Regions from separate parts of the Sus scrofa genome. Here region 1 is linked to region 2. Evidence: chromatin contacts called from public HiChIP or PLAC-seq data. All regions are on one chromosome and are shown on one strand. The core of a region is the stretch at or near the end of the contact, and the rest is flanking DNA. Distances in the headings are between cores, read along the strand shown. Region 1 overlaps ST3GAL2 (CMP-N-acetylneuraminate-beta-galactosamide-alpha-2,3-sialyltransferase 2). Region 2 overlaps AARS (alanine--tRNA ligase, cytoplasmic).

Region 1 (7,687 bases), core at 221-2,720, 100 kb before region 2:
TGTGATGAGGTGGGTAACCCTGTCTGGGAGTAAAATAGAAGGACCCATGGAACAGAGGGAGTCAGCCTGCAGTGCCTCAAGAGGAATGTGTTTTTGTAGGCAGAAATCAAGTGGCTTTCATTCCTCCCATTGCTAGGCTGCAAAGTTTAGATCTGCATTTCCCAACTTAATTACTTTCATGCTTTTACTAAATCTGAAATCATGTTATTGGAATGTTAAATTTATTTAAAAAGGAAATCGAATACTTCTACCATAGTTGATATTACTTGTCATAAAGAATAACCATAAACCTAAGTGGAATGGAAACAATGTAGTTAAGTTTCAACAGGGTGGTACCTCCCACAGCTGTGGGCCACAGGCCTACTACTATAGAGGTTAGTTATTGGGAGTCCCTCGCTCTAGCAGTAAGCAGTAAACAACAGTGCTCAAGCCCAGCACACCCATTTTTGCAGTAAACTCCTCAGTGAATGGTGTTAGGTAATTGAGCAGCTTTCAATAAAAGTACTCTATTTAAAAAAAAATGTTAGCAAGGGTTGGTGAGCTGTCATAGACTAGCCCCAAAGTGAGGTGGTCTTTTTTTTTTGGCATTTTAAGGCCACACCTGTGGCATATGGAGGTTCCCAGGTTAGGGGTGGACTTGGAGCTGCAGCCACTGGCCTACACCACAGCCACAATAAGGCCAGATCCGAGCTGTGCCTGGAACCTACACCACAGCTCAGGCAACACCAGATCCTTAACCCATTGAGAGAGGCCACGGATGGGACCTGCTGACTCATGGATGCTAGTCAGATTCTTTCCACTGAGCCAAGATGGGAACTCCCTGAGCCTTCTTGATGTCATCAGACCGGTGGTTGGAGGGAGAGCCAGAAGGGAGCAGTAGTCTCCCTCTGGGATAGTGTCCTTAGCGCCAGGGCTGGTTGTCCCCAGTTTTCCTGGTGCCTCCCGCCTGCTGCGAATTGTGCTGCTTGGTCCCCTGACTTGGGGTCACTAGCGCCGCCCTTCCCTGCAGGTGAACGTGTATGGATTCGGGGCCGACAGCCGGGGCAACTGGCACCACTACTGGGAGAATAACCGGTACGCTGGCGAGTTCCGGAAGACCGGCGTGCACGACGCCGACTTCGAGGCCCACATCATCGACATGCTGGCCAAGGCCAGCAAGATCGAGGTCTACCGAGGCAACTGAGCTCGGCCTCGTCGCGACCCTTCCGGCCCTGCGGCGAGGTCCAGGCGTGCGCTCCAGCAGGGACTCAGGGCCAGCCTAGGGGCGGTGGGCGCGGCGCCCCATTGGGCATCAGCAGGAAATTGGGAGCGACGCCAGCCGCGGTCCGGACCAATCATGCTGCAGTCCAGCGAGCTATGGCCCGCCAATCACTGGACTCTGAGGCCAGCCCGGGCCTAGCGTCAATCAGCGCTGCTGTCGGGCGGAGCCTCTTTCTCCCAGCCAATCATGCGACTCAAGGAGAACTTCCGGCGCTGGACCCTGTCTCCTCCAATCAATGGCCTTCGGAGGCGGGCTGGCGGCCGCACAATCCCCACTCCCCTATGCTTTTGGGTAGGATTTTATTTCACGCTTTCTAAGGAAGAGAAGTTTTTTCTGGCCTCGAGAAGTACTTTTCTCTAGGCTCGGTAGGAGGCGTCTCAGCCGCTTGCCGGCCTGACCCCGCGAACGCGCGAAGAAGGAAACGGTGGGGAAGGCACGGGACAGCGGCAGCGCGGCCTCTCATGGCCTCGGGGCGGGCGGAGGGGCGTTCGCGGAGCCTTTCTGGCGGTCGAGGGCCGGGCGGGTGGTTTCCAGGGAGCGCGTTTTTCCCCAGGGGAAGAGTTAGAGCTCTCCCAAACTGCTCCGGACTACGAGAAAGCTAGACCCCTCAGTTCCTTTATCAGTCAAGCGCAGATGGGTGAGTGTAAACCCACCAAAGAAATGCGGTGAGAATCCAGAGGGTGCGTGGGTCCCCTTCTCCTGCCTCCACCCCCTTCCCGCCTTTGGCCACCCTATGGAATGGCCTTTCTGACCATGGCATTTAGTGTCTCACCGGAAAACTATTAATTGTATTCACCTCTTGTTCAGGAGGGTGAGGGGCAGAATTAGCCCAGGGCTTAACTCTGGAACACTGGTGTAAGGAACAGGGCAGGGGACTAGGAAGCCCCGTCACATCAAATGTAAGGTGCTTCTCACTCACATGTACCCTTGGCCCTTGTTGTTTGCCCACAACCTTTTTAGTGTCTCGCCCTGGGCCTCCTCACCAGCCTACTTGTTGCTCTGGAAAATAAATCAAAACTTGCCCTGTGATTGGGGCACTTGCTGCTTCCCCCACCCCCACCGCCTACCCGCCCTTCCCCGGTTTGGCTGGCTCTAGAAAAACGGAGCTACACGTGGGAAGGAAAGCTGGCCCAGCTGCCTGGTCCTTCACCCATCACCCCAAAAAGGAGTAGGAAACCTCTTGCTGGGGGGTGGAGTTTGCTTTGGGCTCATGATTTAGCTAACCTGAAGTTACCTGGGGTGGCTGACCAACAGGGATTCTTTTCAAATACTAAGCTGGCCATGCAGAATATCTGGGGAGGAGAAGACTTGCTCCCTGCATGCCTCCTCCTCTGCCCACACATTTACCCCCCTCACCTCCTGCCTTTACCCTTTAACTCACTTTCCATTTCCAGCTCTAGAAGGGCTGGGAAGCTAACAAGCAGAGGTTACAGCTGGAAGCTACTTGCATGATTGAACCCAGCTTAAGTCCCTAGAGGAAGATGCTGAAGGTATTCTCACCCTTCAGGGTTGGGGAAGTGTAACAGGAGGGGGGAAGGGCTTCTGTGAAGCTTCCAAACTGCTAAAAGGATCCCCCTTCCTAACAGTGAGGAAACAGACAACCACGCTTTTTCTTAGTGCTTAGTGAGTTGGTAACCACCCAGCAGCCTCCTGGCCGTTGGTGTAGTTCCTGCAGCTGGCTAGGGAAATAGTAGCCAGCAGGAGAGTATATTAGAGGATTAGGGTGGGGCAGTGGACACCCCTAAAAGTTAATATATTGAGAACTTAGCTTGAGTCTGTTCCTTCCCAGTTCCAAAAGTAGGAGAAGCAAAGAATGGGGGTGGATTTGGGGGGCCTTTAGTGGAAGGCCTTGCTCAGGGCCTCTCCCATCAGTAGAGAGTCCAGGCACCAGCCATTCTTGCCAGTCTCATCTCAGTGCTTCCTGAAGAGGCTGTTTTGAGTGTTTAGAAGATGAAAAAACAATGCAATTATGCCAAACAGTATCGAGCAGAATAATTTATTTCTTTATTGTTCCTTTTTCTTCTACTTTTGTTTGGGTTTTGTTTTATTTAAAACATTAATAAATCCCCATTCTGGAAGAGGTAGGTCCCAGCATCCAGCCCAAATCTTCTTTTCTGCAATAGTTATTTAAACAAATGTTTTGTATTTTCTTCCCTTTCTCTCTTTCTGAATTAAAAAGAACAAAGAAACTATATATAGTCATTTGTTCTTTCTAAAATGTGTTCTGTGGTAAAGGAAGATGTACCTCTCTGTGGGGAGCTGTGACCAAGTAATGGCTAAAGGTGGGGGGAGGGTGGTTGCGATGAAGCAGGGAGGGAACACCCCCCAGGCACCCTTCCCTTCTACATGAGGCCTCCCCACCCCCAACCACCAGCTGTACCCTCCAGGAGGGTGGTCTTCCCTGCCGTCCTTCAGGGCGCCTTGAGTAGATCAGCAGGGCAGAAACTGTTCACCGCAAGGGGCCAGCAGAGCATAAGGGGCCAGCAGGATGGGGCTTTTTCCCTTTCATTTCCATCTTCTGTGGAACTTGCCATGATACTGTATGTGAGGGCTGTCAGGGAATTGGCAGAATGGTAGGAGCAGGTGCCACAGGCATCTGAAGCAGCCGCCCATGCCATTTCCTTGGGCTGTCTGGACCCACTCGAGTCTGCTTCCATCATGCAGTGGAATGCCTCTGAATGTGCATTTTCATAGTTGGGTGGATCACATAGCGTGGCTCCCATGGTGGACCTCTTAGAGTCTGCAGTTACTTAGTGTCCTGCAATCCAGTTTCTGCCAGTGCTTGAGAACAAGCCCAGAGTTACTTTTCAAATAGAGAATACTTTTTGGTAGAGAAGGGCATTGGTCTATTTCTAAAACCGTAGGATTCTGGGATATAATTCTCTTACTCCAGAGACTCCATATGACACCTCTCTCCACCACAGACACTCTCCAAAAGCAATTGGTTGGCTGAGTCATAGGGCCCAGTGTCTGGAAGGTTTGTACATAGCCTGGACTGCCCAGAACTGTTTCTTCTCTGGGCCTACTCAAATCTGCTGTCTTATGGGCACCATACTTGGTGGTAGGAATAGCACTTTAGATGTACCAGTTACCTCCAGAATCAAGAGTCCCATCAAATCATGTGGAGGGTTTTGCTTGACTGGTGTCCATGAGGACATGGGTTCAATCCCTGGCCTTGCTCAGTGGGTTAAGGATCGTGTTGCTGTGAGCTCTGGTGTAGGTTGCGGACATAACTCAGGTCCCGAGCTGTGGTTGCGGCATAGGCTGTCAGCTACAGCTCTAGTTGGACCCCTAGCCTGGGAACCTCCATATGCCGTGGGTGTGTCCCTAAAAAGACAAAAAGACCAAAAAAAAAAATCATGTGGAGGGTTTGGTTTTGTTTTGCTTTGTTTTTACTGTTGGGGAGGAACTGTGTTGCTTTGATCCAGCAAAGATGCCATATCTGGAACCACAGGTTGGCATGACCACTTGTTTACATTTATAATGAACTACTGTCATTCTCCATGATTCAGATGGTGAGTGCATGAGATGAGGAAGAAATCACCCGCCCTTCCATTAACTCAAGTTGAGTGGCAAATCCTGCTGGAATGTGGTATAGAGTTTGACTTAATACGTTGGAGATAGTTCCAGGATCTTCTGTTAGGCCTATTCCATCATAATCACCCTCCATGAGTCTGGTTGCCAGCATGGTGATATTGCCAGGTAGTAATTATCTCTGTTTTCTTTTGGAAGTGAGTATATTTACCTTAAAATGTGTCTGCGGTCTCTTTGGACCCACCATCGAATGCACTTGGACCAGAGTTCCATCTGTCATTAGCCGTAGTAAGATCCGATTCCATAATAAGGTAGACTGTGTCAGCATTAGGGTCTCAGAGCCTGTTTTGATAACTTGTCAAAGTCTGGGTATTTCCCTTTCCCCAGTGCACCATCCCTCCAGGAAAGGCCTAGGGGAAGAGTCAGTCTGAACTCTTGCTACATCAGAGTCCTCAAAGGGCCCTGAGAGCTCAGAAAGACTCCAGGTATGTGACCTGATTAGGTCTGGCAACTGGGTAAGAAGCTGAAAACCCCCATCAATGTGACTCAGGTTTCTTCTCAGCCCTCCTAGAGTTTCCCCTTCCATACACATCCAGCAGTGCTTTAATAGGCTGCCCAGCATGTTTCATTTCTGGGGACCTCAGTGGTCAATTAATTCTTGTCCCAAATCCTTATAGGTCAAAACTCTATAATTGCTGGAGTTCCCTTGTGGCGCATCGGGTTAAGGATCCGGCATTGTCACTGCTGCAGCTCGTGTTGCTGCTGTGGCACAGGTTTGATTCCCTGGCCTGGGAACTTCTGTATGCTGTGGGTATGGCCACAAAAAAGAAAAAACAACAACAACAACTAATCACCAAGCTGGATTGTTGTGGTAAGTGTGCCTCCCTATCTCAGGTAGAGAGGCATGGTTTGGGGTCTTTGTTAGGCTAGGATCCCATTATTCTCTGACTTACAGATAATAGCTACGTCAGAGTTCTTTATTTGCCCTTAAAAAAAGTTGTTTTTGAAGTTCCCTTTGTGCCTCAGGGATAATAAACCCAACTAGTATCCATGAGGATGTGGGTTCAATCCCTGGCCTCTCTCAGTGGGTTAAGGATCTGGCATTGCCAGGAACTGTGTTGTAGGTCACAAGAACAGAGGCTGTTCGGATCTGGCATTGCTGTGACTGTGGTGTGGGCTGGCAGCTACACCTCCAATTTGACCCCTGGCCTGGGAACTTCCATATGCCACTGGTACAGCCCTAAAAAGACTAAATAAATAAATAAAATAAAAAATAAGAATAAAAAAATTTTTTTCTTTCTTTTTTTTTTTCTTTTTAATGACACCTGTGGGCCAGGCAGGGATCAAATCTGTACCACAGCAGTAACCAAAGCCACTGCAGTGACAATGCTGATCCTTAAACCACTGTGCCACAAGAGAACCCCTAAATTAATTTTTAAAAACCGTTTTTGTTGTAGGATATAATACATATACAGAAAAGAGCATAAGAATAAATGCACAAAAATATATAGCCTAATGAATTACAGTTTTTTAAAGATTCCATGATGGAAATTTATTTGGTAAAGCAAAGATGGGATAATATAATAGATATAGATTATAAATAGATAGGATTATATATTATAATTACCGTGGTGAAGAAAAAGCAATTTTCACTGCCATTTGGATACCAAGATGGACTGAAGAAAAAGATGAGTGAACATATTATGTGCAAGAGTTAGAAAAGTTAGAATTTTATTTTTCCAGCTTTATTGAGGTATAATTGACATAGAATGTTGTATATGTATGTAAGGTGTACAACATAGTGATTTTATATATGCATATATTGCAAAATGATTACCACAGTAAGTTTAATGAACACACCACATATAGTTAAAATATTTGTGTGTGGTAAGAACTTTCAAAATCTGCTTTTATTTTTATTATTATTATTTTTTTTGCTTTTTAGGGCAGCACCTGCAGCATATGGAGTTTCCCAGGCTAGGGGTCTAATTGGAGCTGTAGCCACTGGCCTCTGCCAGAGCCACAACAACGCAGGATCTAAGCCGCCTCTGCAACCTACACCACAGCTCACGGCAACACCGGATCCTTAGCCCACTGAGCAAGGCCAAGGCCAGGGACCGAACCCGAAACCTCATGGTTCCCAGTCGGATTTGTTTCCGCTGTGCCACGACAGGAACTCCAAAATCTCTTTTAGCCACTTTCAGATGTACAGCACAATATTGTGACCCGTTATCACCATGCTGTGAGCTTATCTAATAACTAGAAGTCTACATCCCAGAGCTTATCTAATAACTAGAAGTTTATTCCTTTTGACCACCCTACTCCCTGGCAACAACCGATCTGTTCTTTTTTTCCACGAGTTTAGTTTTTTAGATTCTGCATGAAAGTGAGATCATACCATATTTATCTTTCTCCATCTGACTTATTTCACTTAGCATAATGCCCTCAAGTTTCATCTACGTTGTCACATAAGGCAGGATTTGCCTCTTTATGGCTTAAGAACATTCCATTGTATGTATACCCCACATTTTCTTTACTCATTCATCTGTTGATGGACACTTAGGTTGTTTCTGTGTCTTGGCTGTTGTAAATAATGCTGCAGTGAATGTGGGGGTGCAGATGACTCTTGAGGATGGGATTTTATTCATTTGGACATTATGTCCACAAGTGGAGTTGTTAGATTATATGGGGGTTCTATTCATATACAAGAGAATGAAACTGGACCCCTGTCTCATACCACTCACAAAAAAAAAACCCAAAAAACTCCAAATGGACTTAAACCTGAAACCATAATATATAAAAAACTCATATAACTCAATAGCAAAACAAAAACAAAAACTGATTAGAAAATGGGCAGACAGAGTTCCTGTTGTGGCTCAGCGGAAACGAATA
Region 2 (6,693 bases), core at 4,041-6,540:
AGAATTCCAAAGAACCTACTGCAAAGTGCTGGGCTGGGCATGTTGTCTAGCAGGGGACTGGGTTCTGCCTCACACAGGTACGTGTTGAGACGGATTCTCCGCCGGGCTGTGCGATACTCCCATGAGAAACTCAACGCCAGCAGGGGTTTCTTTGCTACATTAGTAGATGTTGTCGTCCAGTCCCTGGTAGGTATATTTCCTGCTCACCTCTTCTGTACTAAAGCTCACACTCTAAGAGGGCCGGGGTGGGAGATACCACACTGTTAACAAGAATTTTTAGGGGAGTCACAGCATGGTCCCTGACTTCACTGGGCTCAAATCTGTGTTTCCTGTTTGCCAGGGAGATGCATTTCCTGAGCTAAAAAAGGACCCAGATATGGTGAAGGACATTATTAATGAGGAAGAAGTGCAATTTCTCAAAACTCTCAGTAGAGGCCGTCGCATCCTGGACAGGAAAATTCAGAGCCTGGGAGACAGCAAAACCATTCCTGGTAAGGACCCATTTGTTCATCAGGCTGATTATCTTTCTAGAAGAGAAGCCCTTTCTCACAAAGTGACAGTGGACTCCCCTGTCTCCAAAGGCTGAGCATACCTTGATTAACCTGCTTTTGGTGTAAAATGGGGCTTGGAGTAAGATTATAAAAGTAATACATTATTGTGGCAAAGTATTCAAACAGTATACAAGAGTGAAAATCCTGTTTCCCAAACTCATTTCTGAGAAGTAACAACTCTTCAGATTTTGGTGTATAACTATTCAGGACTTCTCTCCTTTTATATAAATGTATATGGGTGGGTGTGGGTGTGTGCAAGCAAAAATGGGAATGTATAGTATATAACGTTTTGCAGCTTGCTTTATTTTTTGCCAGACAGGAAAGTTCATTCTAGAAGTTTTTACTTTTTTTTTTAGCTGTACCTATGGAATTTGGAAGTTCCCTGGCCAGCGATGGAACCTGGGCCACAGCAGTGGCAACACTAAACCCTTAACTGCTAGGCCACAAGGGAATTCCCTAAACATTTTTACAATTTATTGAAACATAATATGCAAGGTGAAAACCGAACACACTGGTGTTCAGATTAAGAAACAGAACTTTTCCAGGGACCTCTTGGGCTTCCAACTAGGTCGATCCCAAAAGATTTGATGGATTTTTCTGACAAGTACTCACAGTCAGTACTAACTGGCCTGGCTCTTGACTCCCTCCTGTCCTCCTGGGAAGGGCTGAGGATGGCAAAGAAGGGGGCCGTCCCTGTCACTCTTACACGATCCCTTTGTGCTGTGTAGGGGACACTGCTTGGCTCCTCTACGACACCTATGGGTTTCCAGTGGATCTCACGGGACTGATTGCTGAAGAGAAGGGCCTGGTGGTAGATATGGATGGCTTTGAAGAGGAGAGGAAACTGGCCCAGGTAAAGCATTTGGGAAGTAAGCAGGAAACTCATCACCAAGCAAGGCAGGACTTGGCTGCAAAGCAAGACTTTCCTTTCATTAAAGACTCAGAAATTCTGTTTTCTTCCCAAGACCAGTGAGTCTCAAGTTGGGGCAGTTTGGCCCACCAGGGGGTATTTGGCAGAAATGTATAAAGACATTATTTTTTGGTTTTTTGCAGTGGGGGGTGGGGAGAGCAATGTTACTGACATCTAGTGGGTAGAGGCGGGAATGCTGCTCAGCATCCTTCAGTGGCCAGGCGCCCTAGAACAGGCCCCAAATGTCAGTATTGCTGAGATCAAAACACTCTGTTTTAGGAGTTCCCATTGTGGAGTAGTGGAAACGAATCTGACTAGGAACCACGAGGTTGCAGGTTCGATCCCTGGCCTTCCTCACTGAGCTAAGGATCCGGTATTGCTCTGAGCTGTGGTGTAGGTTGCAAACGTGGCTCGGATCTGGCATTGCTGTGGCTCCAATTTGACCCCTAGCCTGGGAACCTCCATATGCCGTGGGTGTGGCCTTAAAAAAAAAAAAGATAAACCCCCCTCTGTTTTAGAGCTTTACATTGGGCATAGTTGAGAAGGTTTGAGTCCATCAGAGTTTTTCTCTGACATTAAGATAAATTTTGTTTATTTTTCTTACTGGCAGCTGAAATCACAGGGCAAGGGAGCTGGTGGAGAAGATCTCATTATGCTGGACATTTATGCTATTGAAGAGCTCCGGGAAAGGGGTCTGGAGGCAACAGATGATTCTCCAAAGTATAATTACCATTCGGACTCCAGTGGGAGCTATGGTATGATGCTGTGCTCTTTTGGGGTGGTTTTCAATAGATAAGTCTCAGGGTTAGGAACCCAGGATGTCCATGGTAGGCCTGGTTGTGCAGTGCTGCGCAGTCAGGGTGTAATGTTATAGAGACCCTTGGCGGTTGATTTTCTGACTATTTTGGAATAACTGTAGATTCACAGAAGTTGTAAAAAAAAAAAAAATTTACAGGGTGATTCCTTATACCTTAAACCCAGTTTTTCCTAATGGTAACATCTTGCAGGAAATAAGGAAAATGACAGTGATACCACCTATAGTGGCCGTTGAATTTTGCATCAGGATAGTAGTGTTCTAAAGTTAAGCCCACTAAAAGAAATGCATAGGTGGTACATGGTTTTGCTTTTTTTTTTGTTCCTGCAGAGATAGCTAATCCATCTGAGGAAGCCCACAAAATGAATACATTCTTTAGGACTTGATCTTGGAGTAGGGAATTTATTACTGCCCTTAAATACCTACTAATCCGATTCTCCAGGTTTCGGCTCATAGCTCAGGTTAGGGTAGCCAAGTGTACCATTTTCCCACAGTTGTTCCTCATGTCCTGGGAAACGGCTTGGTCCCAAGCAAACTAGGACCCCTGGTCACCCCTACTGAGTATTCTCTATAGAAAACCAGCATGTTAAGCCCTTTTCTGGAGTCTCATAGGCTTGCTTCCAAAATAAAATTAGACAGGGCCTAAGGAGAGTTTGAGAAATAGAATGCAGCCAAAGCCAGCTAAGAAGTGTGATGTTTTCCGCTTCTGTGCAGTGTTTGAGAGCGCTGTGGCCACGGTCATGGCCCTGCGCAGGGACAGGATGTTCGTGGAAGAAGTGTGCACAGGCCAGGAGTGTGGAGTGGTGCTGGACAAGACCTGTTTCTATGCCGAGCAAGGAGGGCAAATCTACGATGAAGGCTACCTGGTGAAAGTGGATGACAGCAGTGAGGACGTGAGCCAACTGTTCTTCTTTGTTAGCTGGGCCAGGGGTCCAGCGAGGGGCCGGGCCTGGACTGGGGCAGCTTCTCTCCCAGCCTTGGGGGGCACACACCACCGACCTCTGGGTCGTGTTCCATGGTCAGCATTTCTGAAGCTGGGGGAGCAGCTTCTTGTGTTGTATCGCCTTTAGGGCCCCTTGTAGCCAGATCCTTGCCACTGGGCTGCTTAGGTTGATGCTTGGCTCCTCCAGGCTTTCCTCATAAATCGGGAGAGACAGCTCTCTGGAGGCCAGCTGTCCTCATAGAAGATGCGGCTGTAGCTTTGCTACCACTGGCTCTGTGGTCTTGGATGAGTTAGCTCGTCTCGTGGGCTTGAGGTTCCTTATGGCGACTCTTAATTTTCTAAGATGCTCCTTAATGGAGTGTGTGTGGTGTATGTGTGTGTACACACACTTGTATTGTGTATTTAAAGTGGTGTGTTTATGTAATGATACATAGTAGTCCATGTGTATATATAATATATATCATGGTATTAATGGGGGGCTGTGTGTATAACATAAAAGAATTCATACACACACACACACACACACACGCATACGCATATATACGTGTACACATACACACATGTGTATGTTTCCGTTGACTTACCTGTTGGTCTTTGCCTTGACTCCTCTTAGAAAACAGAGTTTACAGTGAAGAACGCTCAGGTGCGAGGAGGCTATGTGCTGCACATAGGAACCATCTATGGCAGCCTGAAAGTGGGGGATCAGGTTCGGCTGTTTATTGATGAGGTGAGTTGCTTTGTGCCGGTCATCACTGGATATGGTTGGTAATCCTCTCCCCCTCCCCTTCTAAAAAAATTTCAGCTTTATTGAGGCATAACTGACATAGAGATTTATAAGATATTTAAAGTGCACACCATGGTGATATGATGCACGTTCTGTTTTTTTGGTTTGTATTTTTGGCCATGCCTATGGCGTGTGGTAGTTCCTAAGCCAGGGACCGAGCCTGCACCACAGCAGTGACCCAGGCCACTGAGGTGACAAAACCAGATCCTTAGCCTTCAGTGCCACAAGGGAACTCCTAATACATTCTAAAAAAATTAATCTCCTTCTCTGGCTTTTAATTGGTCCATCATTATTATCCCTAAAAGAGAAATTTTAAGTAGATTATAAGTAAAGTGTGGGAATAAATCTTATGAGAGACGTGAGTGAGAGGTAAATCTGTGTTCCCAAGTCAGACCATGGTGATGTCAGTTGAGATCCTGTAGTTTTGTTTTCACAGATTGCCTTTCTCCAGCTTAATCTCAAATACTTCTTCCGTAGCCAAGGATCTTTTATTAAGAAGTAGATTCTAGAGTTCTCTGGGGGTCTGGTGGTTAAGGATCCTGCGCTGTCACTGCTGTGGCTCAGGTTCAATCCCTGGCCTGGGAACTTTCTCATGCTGTGGGAAAGAAATAGGTTCTGCTGCATGTGACGGAGCTCCAAAATAATTGTAGTATAAACTGAGGTAGAAATACGCTTCTCATCTGAGAGTCCAGGCTGATCAGAGGCCTTTCCCACAGTCATAGGACCTAGTTCTCTGCTTTTGGTTCTACCATGATTGCTGGGGCGCTGCCCTTGGTGATCCAAAAAGGTAGCTATAAGATCGATTTTCTGGGCCAGATTTAGTGAACTTTTTTGGTAAAGTGCCAGGTGTTTGGCTTTCTGAGCTCTGTGGTCTCCATCACAATTACTCAGGTCTGCTGCTGTGGCACAAAAGCACCACAGACAGTATGTAAACACATGAGGGTGACTGTGTTCCAATAAACCTAGTTATAAAAATGGACCACAGCCGTTAGGATGCAAGTTCAATCCCTGGCCTGGCTTAGTGGGTTAAGGATCCGGCATTGCCGCAGGCTGCCATGCACTGTGGCATAGGCTCTAGCTGCAGCTCCGACTGGGTCCCTAGCCTGGGAATTTCTGTATGCTACAGGTGCGGCCCTAAAAAGGGGGGGGAGAAAATGGACCGCAGGATGGATTTGGGTCACAGGCCATAATTTGCCAACTCGTGCACTAGACAGTGGGAAGAAGGAAGGGGAGGGCATTTTCCTTCCCTTTAAGGGTAGGCATCACTTCTGCTCACAGCCCGTGGACCAGTGCTTAGTCACACACAGAAGCTGTAGGCTTTATTCTGGGCAGCCGTGTGGCCAACTGGAAACTCTAGTACTGGGAAGAAGGGGAGGGCAGGTTTGGGGGCTGACGAGCAGTTCACTCCAGACTCTCCACCAGTCTGCTCCTCCCTTTACAGCCCCGACGGAGGCCTGTCATGAGCAACCACACAGCCACCCATATCCTGAACTTTGCCCTGCGCTCTGTGCTTGGAGAGGCTGACCAGAGAGGCTCCCTGGTTGCTCCTGACGCCTTCGGTTTGACTTCACTGCCAAGGGAGCCATGTCTACCCAGCAGATTAAGAAGGCCGAGGAGCTGGCTAATGAGATGATAGAGGCAGCCAAGGTAGGCTGGGTTACAGGTGAGCTCCTGGGTCATGAGCTTCCCTCCTTCCTGCCCCACCACTTTCTTTCTATGGTCTCATTCTGTTCCGTGCTCAGATCTGCTTATAGAATGATTCTCAACTGCTGCGAAAGGGCCAGTGCTGGTGTTTAGTGGAGGGGCCTTAAAGAGGGCTTTCTCCACCCCCCACTCAGGACAGCCAGAGCTCTTCGAGTTACGACTGTTTGACATACCACTTAAGAGCTGGTTCACACTTTAACAATAGTTGGAAATTCCTATTTTGATCCCTGTGACTTTACACATGGAGCCTTATCTCGGGAGGTTCAGGGCACTTGATGGCAGAGCCCTGCCTACAAGACCACACCGTCCTTTGCTGCTTCCCCTGCACCTCCAGAGAAGATCTTGTCCCAGCTCCTTTTCTATCTTCTTTCCATGACAGCCCGTCTATGCCCAGAATTGTCCTCTGGCAGCAGCCAAAGCCATCCAGGGCCTGCGGGCTGTGTTTGACGAGACCTACCCCGACCCTGTGCGAGTCGTCTCCATTGGGGTCCCGGTGTCCGAGCTGCTGGATGACCCCTCCGGTCCCGCTGGCTCACTCACTTCTGTTGAGTTCTGTGGGGGAACGTGAGTACCTCGGGGGGAGCAATGGGTGGACCTGCCTTTTATTAATTTTCATCACCCTCAGAGGATGTGGGAAATAGGCTAGACCAGCTAAGTTTGAAACGGGGGCCTCAGAAATCAGTTGCCTGGAGTTCCCATCGTGGTGCAGTGGTTAACAAATCCGACTAGGAACCATGAGGTTGCGGGTTCGATCCCTGGCCTTGCTCAGTGGGTTAAGGATCCGGCGTTGCCCTGAGCTGTGGTGTAGGTTGCAGATGTGGCTCGGATCCCGGGTTGCTGTGGCTGTGGCATAGGCCGCGGCTACAGCTCCGATTAGACCCCTGGTCTGGGAACCTCCCTGTGCTTCAGGTGCGGCCCTAGGAAAGGCAAAAAGACAAAAAAAATAAAAAACAAAAAAATAGATAAAAAATAAATGTTAAAAAAAAA

Evidence for each region. HiChIP or PLAC-seq counts read pairs in DNA pulled down with a chosen protein or histone mark.
Region 1: an H3K27ac HiChIP or PLAC-seq map of alveolar macrophages shows a contact between it and region 2. The contact joins two enhancer-like sites. A contact is called at or near these places in 2 of 47 Hi-C or Micro-C datasets (embryonic fibroblasts and epiblast stem cells) and 1 of 2 datasets of contacts at active chromatin or transcription factors (alveolar macrophages).

Annotation. Positions count from the first base shown.
Region 1 is chr6:13,398,109-13,405,795 of Sscrofa11.1, reverse strand. It overlaps ST3GAL2 (CMP-N-acetylneuraminate-beta-galactosamide-alpha-2,3-sialyltransferase 2), which reads left to right. Exons shown (of 8, transcript XM_021093795.1): 7 at 1-9; 8 at 1,010-3,460. The coding sequence ends at 1,183. Among named protein-coding and RNA genes, the nearest start is that of DDX19A, 33 kb to the right of the region's middle. Within about 2 kb of position 1,470, at least 68 of the 83 cell types and tissues checked have an H3K27ac peak or open chromatin away from gene starts, as enhancers often do. A contact at or near this core is called in alveolar macrophages, where this site is marked.
Region 2 is chr6:13,302,893-13,309,585 of Sscrofa11.1, reverse strand. AARS (alanine--tRNA ligase, cytoplasmic) reads left to right here. Exons shown (of 23, transcript XM_021093791.1): 9 at 78-186; 10 at 341-491; 11 at 1,280-1,404; 12 at 2,072-2,216; 13 at 2,990-3,168; 14 at 3,832-3,945; 15 at 5,444-5,552; 16 at 5,555-5,649; 17 at 6,086-6,270. Among named protein-coding and RNA genes, the nearest start is that of EXOSC6, 9.3 kb to the right of the region's middle. Within about 2 kb of position 5,290, at least 3 of the 83 cell types and tissues checked have an H3K27ac peak or open chromatin away from gene starts, as enhancers often do. A contact at or near this core is called in alveolar macrophages, where this site is marked.